2 separate regions of the Mus musculus genome follow, and region 2 is linked to region 1. The links are chromatin contacts, called in public HiChIP or PLAC-seq maps. All regions are on one chromosome and are shown on one strand. Each heading gives the region's core, a stretch centred on a gene start, on an enhancer-like site or on the middle of the called end of the contact. The rest is flanking DNA. Distances are from core to core; before and after follow the strand shown. Region 1 holds the start of 2410004B18Rik (RIKEN cDNA 2410004B18 gene). Region 2 holds the start of Gm40166 (a long non-coding RNA gene).

The links. HiChIP or PLAC-seq counts read pairs in DNA pulled down with a chosen protein or histone mark.
Region 2: an H3K4me3 HiChIP or PLAC-seq map of embryonic stem cells shows a contact between it and region 1, with 24 read pairs. The contact joins the enhancer-like site here to the promoter of 2410004B18Rik in region 1. A contact is called at or near these places in 6 of 39 promoter capture datasets (the 3T3-L1 cell line, the C10 cell line, the HPC-7 cell line and 2 more), 2 of 15 datasets of contacts at CTCF or cohesin (CD8 T cells and the NIH/3T3 cell line), 10 of 484 Hi-C or Micro-C datasets (the BV-2 cell line, embryonic fibroblasts, embryonic stem cells and 3 more), 9 of 115 datasets of contacts at active chromatin or transcription factors (bone marrow-derived dendritic cells, bone marrow-derived macrophages, embryonic stem cells and 4 more) and 2 of 9 other capture datasets (adipose tissue and pancreatic islet).

What each region holds. Positions count from the first base shown.
Region 1 is chr3:145,933,734-145,939,792 of GRCm38.p6, forward strand. 2410004B18Rik (RIKEN cDNA 2410004B18 gene) reads left to right here and starts at 4,281. Exons shown (of 3, transcript NM_025555.5): 1 at 4,281-4,595; 2 at 5,165-5,363. The coding sequence starts at 4,326. Bcl10 (B cell leukemia/lymphoma 10) reads left to right here. Exons shown (of 3, transcript NM_009740.2): 3 at 1-633.
Region 2 is chr3:146,025,408-146,032,095 of GRCm38.p6, forward strand. Gm40166 (a long non-coding RNA gene) reads right to left here and starts at 5,281. Exons shown (of 3, transcript XR_867698.2): 1 at 5,115-5,281. Within about 2 kb of position 1,899, at least 32 of the 459 cell types and tissues checked have an H3K27ac peak or open chromatin away from gene starts, as enhancers often do. A contact at or near this core is called in embryonic stem cells, where this site is marked.

The DNA of each region.
Region 1 (6,059 bases), core at 3,031-5,530:
AAAGCTGCCGACACACTCAGCAGTGTCCCACTCCTTAGTTCTGAGAAGCCGTCGGGTTCTGAGGAGACACCTGGTGGCACTGAGCCTGGTGACCTCAGTGGGCCAAAATTTGTTTTATACTCACCCTGCCAGCGTGAGTGTCTTACTTTCACAGGCCTTGTGTCCTCAGTCTTATCTTAAAGGATGTTATCTTGGCAGGGCATCACTTGTAATTAATGGATGATACTTGTAATTGACTAAAGTCCTCGCTCTGAGCCGTTTGTTCTGGCTCCGAGAGCGCTGACATGTGAAGCATGGTGAGCAGCGAGGGAACTGACAGGATGTGGCCGTGGCCAGTGTGGCTTTAGTGTTTGCATCAGGCAGCCACCAGCTCCATCCGTGTTCTTACTGCTTTACAAAGTTTGACTAACTTTACACATTTTAAAAATGCTGATTGTCTTCGTTTAAATTATAATTTTACCTATTTCTTGACATCTAACTCCTATTCATTTCTATTATTTAAAAATTAAGAAATGAAAATTTGCTATTAACAATAAAGTTTTTTTAATGTAGTGATGTGTCTGAGTCAGAAATTCAAAATGTCTGATTTTCAAATGTCTAACGCTTTTTAATATACTGGTTTTAAAAAGAAAATATTTCAGAGTTAAATGTGGTTGTACATGTGTGTGAGTCTGCACTTAGGGGTTGAAGCCAAAGCCCATGAGTTTGCGGCCAGCCGTGGTTATGGAGTGAGTCCAGGTTGGCCAGTGTCTGAGTTAGGGTCTTACTGCTGTGAACAGACACCACGACCAAGGCAACTCTTATAAGGACAACATTTAATTGGGGCTGGCTTACAGGTTCAGAGGTTCAGCCCATTATCATCAAGGCAGGAACATGGCAGCATCCAGGCAGGCATGGGGCTGGAGGAGCTGAGAGTTCCACATCTTCCTCTGAAGGCTGCTAGCAGAATACTGACTTCCAGGCAGCTAGGGTGAGGGTCTTAAAGCCCACCACACCCACAGTGACACACCTACTCCAACAAGGCCACACCCTGGGCCAAGTTTATATAAACCTTCACAGCCAGAGTACACAGTCATCAAGACTGTCTGTAAAAGTGGCAGGGAGGGAAGAGGGAGAACAGGGGAGTATAGAGCGAGGGGCTGGCTTGACTCGGTAGCATATAATTTGTTGTAAGTTAGTGGACCCAGTAGTTAAAAAGTGACTTTTCAGGAATATCAGATTAACACAGCATAAAAACTCCACAGCCGCTTTTGTATTGCCTTTTTCTAAAGTCCTGCTTTTTGTACGTTGTGGGCTTAACAGAAAAACCGAGCGTAAGTAATTAAGTACCAGTTCCTTACGGTCTCCCGTACTTCTAATATTGATGACAACTTGTTATAGCCTATGAACCAATGTTGTTATTAACCAAAGTCCATATTGGGTCCTCCATTACATAACTTGAAAGTTTTAGAAATGTATAATACTGCATAACCAAGTAACTTATTTTCACTGCCTTAAAAATATAATCTTTCAACCTCCCTCCTGTCTCAACCCTAGCAACTCTTCTTTAGACATTTTCTAGAATGTCTCATTGTTGGGGCATAAAGATGGAGGCCTCCTCAGGCGGTTTCTGGGGTTCCTCTACGAAGAGGGTCATCCTTAGCATAGTCCTGCAAGGTCCAACAGGCCAGGGGAGTGGCTGTCAGGAAGTTAGGTTGGCTCTTTGTTTTGTTTTTTTAGTTTTTGTTTACATTTTCACTTGTTTTAATAAATAACTCTGTGTGTGTGTGTGTGTGTGTGTATGTCTGTGTCTGTGTCTGTGTAGTACATGTGTGAGCATGTTAGTGTGTGTGCCTATGTATGGAGTCCAGAGGCTGCTGTCTGTTGTCTTACTTGGTTGCTCTCCATCTTACTGTTTGAGACAGTGACTTGCTCAGCCTAGACTTCACCATTTGGCTAGACGGGCGGCTCCTGGGATTCCCCCTAGCTCTGCGTCCCCAGGCCCTAGGGTTTCAAATGAACCACTACACCAACTTTTATATGGGTGTTGGGAACCCACACTCACAGGGGAGTCCTGTGTGTGCAGTAGGCACCTTACTGAGCCACCTTGTAGCCCTTGATGAAACTTTTTGAGTTTAATTTTCTTTTCAAGGTCAGAACTTTTATTTAAGTCCCATCACTACAGACAACCAACCAGTTTATCCCAGCCCATGTTACCTTTAGTTAATCTGCCCTTTATTAATAATTAATACAGGTCCATTGTAGACAGCTTACATCTTTTATAGTGGGACTTTCTCAGATCCACCAATAGTATAAATAAGGACATGAGACTTCTAATATAGCTTAAAGCTTAGGCCTTTTCCTAGGGCAGTCTCCCGCTAGTTCATCTGACTTAACCTGACACTTGCCGACAACCTGCCACTTGGCTCATGCTGTGCCCTTCTCCCTGTGGTCCCCTTTCTGTACCTACTCTGCAGTCTCCAGTCTCCTCTCTTACCCTTCCTTATTCTCTCTCGAGTTTAGCTTTTGTAAAAAATAAAAAATTTTTGTTACTTTAGTTTTTAGGAACCCATTGCTATTTCTTGCCAAATATTCTTTTTGTTTTCTTTTTAAGATTTATTTATTTTAAGCCAGGCAGTAGTGACACACACCTTTAAACCCAGCACTTGGGAGGCAGAGGCAGGTGGATTGCTGAGTTCGAAGCCAGCCTGGTCTACAGAGTGAGTTCCAGGACAGCCAGGACTGCACAGAGAAACCCTGTCTCGAAAAAAAATATTTATTTTATGTAGATGAGTATAATGTAGCTGTCTTCAGACACCAGAGGAGGGTATCAGATCCCATTGCAGATGGTTGTGAGCCACCATGTGGTTGCTGGGAATTGAACTCAGGACCTCTGGAAGAGCAGTCAGTGCTCTTAACCCCTGAGCCATCTCTCCAGCTCTCAAGTTTAAATTTTTAATGCTAGAGATTCTTTACCCCATCTAAGAGCCTTCTGCCAGCCCAGCATCTTGATGCTACTCTAAAGTTTCCTGGACATCCTGGGGTTTCACTTGTCCATGTACCTTCCCTATGGTTTTTCCCCAAACTCATTATATAAACAAGCACGGCCACGGGTGTCGGAGCCTTGTACATTCACCCCATTTCCACCACGCGCTGAGATTACAAATACACACCACCATGCCCAGTTTATATGGGTGCTGGTACTGGAACCCAGTACCAGGCAGCGAGCTCTGCCTCCTGAGCTGCACTGATTTGGTTCATGTTTCCGGAGGGTAACCGGAAGCTCTGAATGAGGACTCCTCTGGACCGCTCCTCGCCCATCTTCCCTTGGTTGGACTTATGCTATATTTGCTGCAGTAAACTGTAGCTATATACACGTGGTTACTCAGCTTTCAGCGGGTTCTACAATTTTGTCACATTACCAGGCTGGAGGGTGCGTGAGGGGACCCTGAATTTGCTAATGATGTCAGATCTGAGGATGATTTGGGTAACCCAGGACTTTGTACTTTGGGAACAATTGTATCTCTGTCAAGTCTAGGTACTTGGACGGAAGGAAGTTTTTCTAGAAACACTCAGACCTATTATCTCAGAAATTACAACCCAGCAATATTCCTTGATGTACTCCAGGGACGGTCACCAAAATAAATACTAGGAATATAAACCTGAACAAGGCAGTCTAGCCCGTTCCATTACCAGACTTCGTATTTTTCTGTAGAATTTAGCAGATAAGAATCAGACCAAATGGCAAGTTATTAATGACTATGTCACCTCTGACCAGGCATTTTTAACTGGGATCTAAATATTTACAATGGTACCAACTTGGGGTGGGGGGCTGTAAAATTTCACCATTGACCTCTAGTTTGTGGCAATACTCCGGTCTCATCTTCTCAAGTGCTGGGGTTAGAAGTGTGCGCCCCCACCCCCTGCTTGCTTGTTCTTACTGTTTGGTAGACAACGTCTCCTGCACTGTATTAGCTGTTAAGAAAGGACTTACATGCACCTCGCTGGCCCTCAAATTTGCCTAGGATTATAGGTATGCATGTTTGGTTTTTCTCTGCTTTAAATTACAAGCCCAGAGTGTGACTGTGGCCACTGATTTCCCTCCGGGTATCCTAAGGCTCCCGCTGCTTTTTCCCAGAGATCCTTAAGAAAAAACAAATAAATAACTTGCTTGAGGGCTGTGGAATCCCCGCCTCCAGCATCCTTCCAATCTCCGCCCATGAGTAGGAGCGCGGCTCCGCCGCTAGGGGGCGCAAATGGATAACTCGCCAGCCTGGGGGGCGGGATCAGCCGTGGCTTCCGGCTTCCGGCTTCCGGCCGAGAGAGGGTGGGAACCCGCGGCCGTCATGGCAGCCGAAGAGAAGGACCCGTTGAGCTACTTCGCGGCTTACGGGAGCAGCAGCTCCGACTCGTCGGATGAGAACAGCGAGCCGGAAGACGCGGGTCGCAAGGAGGCGGCCTCGGCTCCGACGACGGGCGGCCGCGGGAAGCAGGCGGAGAAGCGGCTGCCCGGCCCGGACGAGCTGTTCCGCAGCGTGACCCGCCCGGCCTTCCTCTACAACCCGCTCAACAAGCAGATCGACTGGGAGCGGCATGTGGTGAAAGCGCCGGAGGAGGTGAGATCCCCGGCCCCGCGGCCGCCCCGGGGCCCGACGCCCGCTTGCCCCTCCGCCCGCTCGCCCACCCCCGGCTCGCACTCAGCCCGCGCCGCGCCGCGCGTCCCCACGGCCCCGGGAGCCCGGGGGGTGTCAGCCCGGGCCCGCCCCTCCGCGCTCGGGGGTCCCAGCCGGGCGACGACTAACGGTGGTGACTCCCCGCCCCCCGCTGCAGCTTCTCCCCGAGACCCCTTCCCTTTGACGCCGAAGTGCCTGCGCTGCTGCCTCCAAGACAGCGTCTCTGCTGCAGCCTCCTGAAGGGGTCAGCCTGGCCGTAGTATCTGGGACTGCATCCTCCTTTGGTAACTAAAAGTTATTAGCTTTATTTATCCAGGGAACCCTTTGACTTTTTCACCTAACAGTGTTGTGATGTTGATGGAAAAAAAAAAGTGTCTTTTAAGCCTAAAGGATTTTAAAAAAGAAAGAAAGAGGAAAGTCAGCCAGAATGATGAGCAGGGAGGTGCATGCGCTCGTATCCATCGCGGGAACCTCGGTTCGTCACAGGGTTTCTTAATGTGCTTACTCGACAGCCTCCAAAGGAGTTCAAGATCTGGAAGTCCAACTGCGTGCCGCCCCCAGAGACCTACACTACTGAGAAGAAGCCGCCGCCGCCAGAGCTGGACATGGCGATCAAATGGTCGAATATCTATGAAGACAATGGAGACGATGCCCCACAGAACGCCAAGAAAGCCAGGCTTCTGCCTGAAGGGGAGGAGACAGTGGAATCAGGTAAGAGAGAGGAGTGTTGTTGTTTAAGATTTCAGCACTCAGAAAGAAGAAAATCCTTCCGGACAAGGTTTACAGCCTAGTGAGTTGGAAGGCTTGCCCAGAAATTGTCTTTGGATGCTAACGGTCTTTCGATCGTTCGGGTTTTTTGTTTTGTTTTGGGGGGAGACAAGGTCTATGTAACCTGAATGTTCTCGGAACTCATTATGTAGACCAGTCTCTTGAGTGAGGCCAGCCCAGCCTGTCTGTGCCTCAGTATCTCAGTGCTAGGACTGAAGGTGTGTGCCAGCAACCCACGTTTCCGCTCCGTTTGTAAGGATTCTGCCTGAAAGTAGTCTCAGAGGTCTCTGGGTATGATGCCTTATTAGAGCGGCGGGTGTGAACTCGCTCGCGGGTCCTTGTCCTGCATTTGTGACCCACTGAAGGCTTCGCTTCTGTTGAGACAGCAGTGCTTCAGCTAATCAGGGTTGCAGCGTGAAGCAGCTGTGTAGGAGCAGGCCTGGAGTGGTTTGATTTCCTTGCCTTGTTGGTAATCTCGTTTCTGTCGTGCCTAGACTGCTGCAGTAATCTCTTCCTGCAAATCTCTGTCTCCAACTGTAGCTAGTAGTGAGCTTCTACAGTTGATATCTGATTGTGTAACTGGCTTGCCCCCGAACCTCTACAAACTGAAGAGAGCTGGAGAGTTGTGTGACCCGTTCG
Region 2 (6,688 bases), core at 649-3,148, 89 kb after region 1:
TTGGGGTGCTGTGGAGAGGGAGGGCTTCCTTTCCCTTTTGGGGTGTTGACTGAGGAGGAAGGTCAGCACGGTGCTTTCTCTGCCTCTCTGAGCTAGCAGGCTTTCCCCCCAGCATCTGGCTCCTGAGTACTGGTAAAACTGTAAGATTGTGTTAAAAACCGCAGCACAGTAGTACACACACACACACATGCACATTAACTATGTTAAAATATTTTTAAGAACTATAAGTCGCATCACATCTACTGTCCCGGAGCTCGTCTCCATCAAGGTGTTTATCTGAAGTTACCTTATCTGTCTCTACCTTTCAGATGTAAACAGTGTTCTCATAGCAACAAGAAGCTTGTGTGTCTAGTTCATCGCCATATGCCTAGAGGGGCAATAACTTAGAAGATAATCAGCTGTTTATTAAAAAGCGAATGGCTGGAAAAGACATTTGAGGATGGTTGTCTTTTTATAGAGGAAAGACAAAAACTAAGGGCCAGAGAGGCCCATTGGACTTGCAAACTTTATATGCCCCAGTACAGGGGAACGCCAGGGCCAAAAAGGGGGAGTGGGTGGGGAGGGGATTGGGGGGGTGGGTATGGGGGACCTTTGGGATAGCATTGAAAATGTAAACAAGGAAAATATCTTAAAAAAAAAAAACCTAAGGGCATAAGCTGCAATTTCTTTTTTTTTTTTTTTTTTTTTAGATTTATTTATTTATTACATGTAAGTACACTGTAGCTGTCTTCAGACCCTCCAGAAGAGGGAGTCAGATCTCATTACGGATGGTTGTGAGCCACTATATGGTTGCTGGGATTTGAACTTCGGAAGAGCAGTCGGGTGCTCTTACCCACTCAGCCATCTCACCAACCCAAGCTGCAATTTCTATGCGATTAAAAAGTATCCACTCAGCCGGGTGTGGTGGCGCATGCCTTTAATCCCAGCACTGGGGAGGCAGAGGCAGGTGGATTTCTGAGTTCGAGGCCAGCCTGGTCTACAAAGTGAGTTCCAGGACAGCCAGGGCTATAGAGAAGCCCTGTCTCAAAAAAAAAAAAAAAAAAAAAAAAAAAGAAACCCTGTCTTGAAAAACAAAACAAAACAAAACAAAACAAAGTATCCACTCCTTGGGGCTGGAAAGATGGCTCACTGGTTAAGAACACTTGTTGCTCTGGAGTTGCCTGTAGCTCCAGCCTCAGGGGGCCAGATGCCCTCTTTTGACCTCTGAGAACACTAGTGCCCTCATGGTATACAAACACACACACAGCAAATACTCCTGGGTGAGAAACCGTGTGTCTTTTGGTCTGAATTATGTGTCTTTGCTTTGGGCCTCTAAGGGAGACTTTATTTAAATGGACTCTTACACAAAGGCAAGGCAAACACACCCTTTTGATTTGGACCTCTTTCACTTGAGTTCGAATAGTTTTTTTTTTTATTTATTTTTTCTAGAAATGCAAGATTCTGTTTTCTACTTTATTAAAAGGAAGTCATTTCATAAATGTGATCGGGGCTTATGAGTAAAGTCCTCCATTAATAGAGTAGCAGAGAGGGCATACAGGGAACAGGTCGTACATTTGACATTTTAAATTTTCTTTATCCAGTATTTAAGCCTCTGGCTTGTGTTATCATCATTCTTTCCTGTTAAGGCCTCAATATGCATTCAAGCCATCTGTGTTTACCTCTGTTTTTCCCTAACGGAGACATGGGCGTAGTAAAATCTTGGTAACTTCTGTATCCCTACCTACTTCTGTGGAAATTCCTCTTATCAAAGTAAACGTCCATGGAGTGGTTAAAATTTCAACTTTAGAAATATACAGTTCATGTTAAGTCCAGGAAGGGAACCCCCTTTCATATCCAGGGTGTTTTGTGTGATGTTACCAGGGCAACCTGTACCTTGTGGACTTTCCCCAGCTGCAGATTGTGAACAGCGACCTTTTGTTCTTGACCTTCGTTCAAGAAGTCAGGTGCAGGTTGCCAGCTTGTCTGTGTCCATTCTTGCCTAGCCCACCCCACATCCCCGCCCCACCCCTCCCCCTGTGGCCATGTCAAACTCACTGCAAGCGAGTTTGGGTTGTTAGGTAAGGGGAGGCTGCTTGTCCAGACTGGCAGATAAGGAACAGCAGTTCGAAGACTGCTGCCTGTCCAAGGTTGTGTGAATCTACATTTGATCTTGTCTGGCTTTTCCTGGGGAGACATGAACAAATGTCTGTTCGCTCCAGGTAGTGCCCACAACAGAACAAAGCAGATTCCAACCAAGCCAGTAACTTTATGAGGTTTATGAGTGTACAAGGAGCCTGAGAGACTCAAAGGCAGCTGCCTCTGGAAGCTGCAGCCCAGGTGTGCCCTACAGGACTCAGGCAGCTCTGGGAAGCATCTCGCCCCTCTGGTAATTGGTCCCTGCTTACAGACTTGTTAGCCTTGCGGTTCCCTATCTTTTGAGTCCTGTAAATTTTTGGCTTCTTGAATATGAATCTTCCTCAGCCCCCAGGAAGCAATGCTTCACTGGAGGAAGAAACTGCATAGCACCTTTGTGTGCTGCGTTAGCTCAGAGCCAAGCAAACAGGCATGGGAGAAGCGGCAGCCGAGTCTTTCCCCGCCTCAATAGTTTGTATATAGAGCTGAATGTGGCATGGTGAACACCCTTTACCACCTAGGAGAATAAACATTTTAGGCTGCAGAGATGGCTCAGTGGTGGAGAGAACTTGATTTTTGCAGATCAGCTTGGCTTACCAGCACCAACATGGAGGCTCATAGCTGTAACTCCAGTTTCAGGGGGTCTAATGCCGTCTTCTGGCCTTTATAGGCATGTACTGGGTGCGCATATACATACATACGTACATACATATATGTATGTATGTAAAACTAGTATGCATTAAAAGAAATATTTCTTTGATCATGTTTGTATCCTTATCTAAATTTTTGCTTTGGGGGATAGAATTTCACTATGTAGCATCTGCTGCCCTGGAGCTCGCTTTGTAGACCAGGCTGGTCTTGAACTCACAAAGATTTACCTGTCTCTTCCGTCCAAGTGCTGGGATTAAAGGCATGCACCACCACAACTGGCTGTTATACTTTCTCTGAGGAATGTTTTAAAGAACCAACAAGATGGTTTAGCAGCTGGTGATTTGAATGAAAATGGTCCCCATAGGCCCAGTGGTAGTGGCACTGTTAGGAGGTGTGGCCTTGTTGGGGTGGGTGTGGCCCATAGCCCATTTGTAGTGGCACTGTTAGGAGGTGTGGCTTTGTTGGAGTGAGTGTGGCCTTGTTGGAGGAAGTATGTCACTGCAGGTGGGCTTTAAGGCTTCAGAAGTTGAAGCCAGTCCCAGTGTCATTCTCTCTTCATGCTACCTGCCAATCCAGACGTAGAACTCTCAGCTGCTGGTCTGCACCATGGCTGCCTGTGCACCACCATGCTTCCTGCCATGACAATAATGGACTAAACCTCTTTACTGTAAGTCAACCCTAGTTAAATGCTTTCCTTTAAAAGTTGTTGTGGTCCTGGATGCTCTTCATAGAAACAGAACACTGACTAAGACAGCAGATAAAGGCACTTGGTTGCTCAGTTTGATCCCTGGGACATACATGGTGGAGGGGAAGAACTGGCTCCTGTAAGATCTACCACACACACACACACACACACATACACACACACACACATTGTGGGATACATTACACACATACAAACATACACTGTAATTTCAAATTTAAAAATGTCTTTTAAAAGTAAAATTGAGGGTAAACCTTATTCTGTGAGTAGAAAACCAGTGTCATTTGTCATCAATAAGCATCAATTTTCCTATACATAACAATAAACCGGTGAGTAGTCATATGTATGGTGATCTACATCTTGAGCTATCTACACACAGCAATTGAGAGAGTATTGCTATGTCTCAATCCTGCCTTCTCTCTATCACAAATAGAGGGACAGGAAAACCAAAGCTGCTTTGAGTTAGGCTCATAGCTAACACCAGGTCCTTCTCTGTTAAAGGATTGAATGCACCTTGTCCGGACCAACTCTTGCGAAAGCCTGTTGGGTCTATAAAACAAACAACAACCCCTATCCCCTCGAGGGCTAGAGACATGGCTCAGTGGTTGCAGCTCTTTCAGGTGACCTGAGTTCAGTTTTTAGCAATTGAAGCAGGGTGGTTCTGATGCTAAGGTCCTGCTCCCCAATTTGTCAGTAAAGAAATCCAGGGGGCCAATTGCTGGGTGAAAGGTACAGGCAGAACTTCCAGACCCCAGGAGGAAAAGGAGACACGAGGAAGGAAAGAGAAGTTTCTGCCATCTTTGGAGAGAGAACAACACAGCAGCCATGTGAGGTCTCTGGGGAAGCTGGGGCCTGTGGCCACTACTACAGGCAGGTGGCCAGGGATGTTTGGCAGGGGCTAGTGGGACTAGCCACTGAAGTTTAGGGCAGGTAGAGAGGTAGACATAATAAATTGGTAAGGGCATGCTTTTCTGGGAGGGAGATACCAGTGCCCAGGAACTGTGCCAAGAAGTCAAATTGTAAAGGAACAAACTCTGTGTGTGTGTGTATGTATGTTTGTGTGTGTGTGTATGTGTGTGTGTCTGTGTGTGTGTTCTGTCAAAGGATTCAAGGGAAGCTGTGTGGAGGCTGGTAGCCTGGCCGGTCTGGAGCAAAGACAGTAACATAAAACTACACGCAACAGCATCGATTTCTTAGGATGGATCCGTATAACTCCAGCTCCCAGGGACCCAGTGCTAACTTTATGGTCTTTGAGTATGTTCATGCGCATACTCAGACATGTAAACAAAGAGCAATACAGAGAATCTGTAAAAATACAGACACAATCTGCTGCAAGCTGGCTATGGGGACAGTGCAGAATGCCTGACTGACTCCTCCTATCACTCAGAGGATTCAGCCTTTGATTTTGGGTCTCATAAAGGAGGGAGCCAAAATGGGAAGCAATCCTTTTCCTGTCTCGAGGTTTAGAATTTCCTCTCTTGTAAGGAAACAGGAAAAAATTCAGGAAGCTGTCTCCTCACAACTGCTCCTATTGCTTCCTCCTAGATGGAGGAAACGTGGGAAACCCCCACCCCAAGGAGAGCAGAAAGCAGAAATAATGAGCTGTGTGTTACCAGCCGAAACCAACAAAGGGTTTTCAAGCACTTACCAGCAACTGCTGCTGTGAGATACCCCAGCTCATTTGCCAAACGTCAAGAAGCTGAGCCTTTCCTCGCCTCTCTTGACAGATACTTTGTTCTGACACACAGGTGACCTTGTGCTCATTCTAGCTGCCTCCAGCTCAGAGAGCTCACAGCCATTCCTTCACCTTTCATGCCCAGGAGCCTCTGTGGGTAACACCACTGCCTATGCTGCCTCCCCCTTTCCTCTCCCCCACTTCCTCCTCCTTCTAACCTCCAGTGAAAACTTGGTCTTTCACCAAATTCTCACCTAGAAGAACACAGCCTCTTTTCTGATTCAAATCCCAAGGTGTGTGTGTGTGTGACTTTTCTGACCTAAAAAAATAATACATTTATATTTGAGACAGCATCTCATTGTGTAAACCACACTGAACTCAAACTTACGTTAATTCTGTCTTTGCCTCCTGGGATTGCTAACAACCCACCACACCCAGCTACACTTTGTTTTTATTTATTTATTTTTAAAAACAAAAGAAAACACATTCTTTTCTAGACTATTCCTAAGGACATGCCTTTGATCCCAGCAGGCAAAGGCAGATAGATCTCTGAGTTTGAGACCTGGTCTCTAAAATGAGTTCCAGGACAACCAGGGCTACACAGATAAACCCTGTTTCCGTGTCCAGGAGAGTGTAGCTTTTCTTGATTCTTTTAGCTGTAGGGTCTCTTGGCATCTGTATTAGTTATCTCAACTGTCAGTCACTGAATTGCATATGATTTTTGACTTTCATAAAATGTATTTTAATATATTAAATCTACATATGAAGGCCTAAACTAACTGAAGCAACTGAAAAAGAACCCAATTCAAGGCCAGTGCTGGCTGATTTTAAATTGACATATAAAGAGGCAGTAATCAAAGCTGTAGAGTACTCACACCAACCTTAAATCCAGGAGTAGACTGAGGTGGGCAGCAAAGGAAGGCCAGTGGGAAAACGACGATCTTTATATACAAAATAAAAACTGAGAACTGCCCACCCATACCTCAGATCACATGTAAAAGTTAACTCAAAATGAGTCACAGATCCAAGTATAACACCCAAAAGTCTCAGCTGCGTGCTGGTGGCACATCACACGCCTTTGATCCCAGCAGGCAAAGGCAGATAGACCTCTGAGTTTGAGACCTGGTCTACAAAGTGAGTTCTGGGACAGTCAGGGCCACACAGATAAACCCTGCTCCCATGCCCAGCCTTCCAAATTCCCAAAGCTGAAAAGCCTCAGACTGCTTGAAGAAAACCTTGGAATCTGTAAAGATTTCTCACGACACTGAAGGCACGATAAAATGACTTCACGTTGTAAAAGAAATCCTTCTAGGGGTGGAGAGATGGCTCCTCGTTTAAGAGGGTCTCACTGCTTCTGCAAGGGTCCCAGGTTTGATTCCCAGGACTCATACGGCAGCTCACAGCCAGCTGTAACTCTTGTTCCTGGTGAGTCAAGTCTCCTGGCCTCCTCAGGCAACAGGCATTCATGTGCTATACAGACATACATGCAAACAAAACACTCATCACCGCTTATTAAAATAAGTACTACTTTGAAACAATCTGTAGCG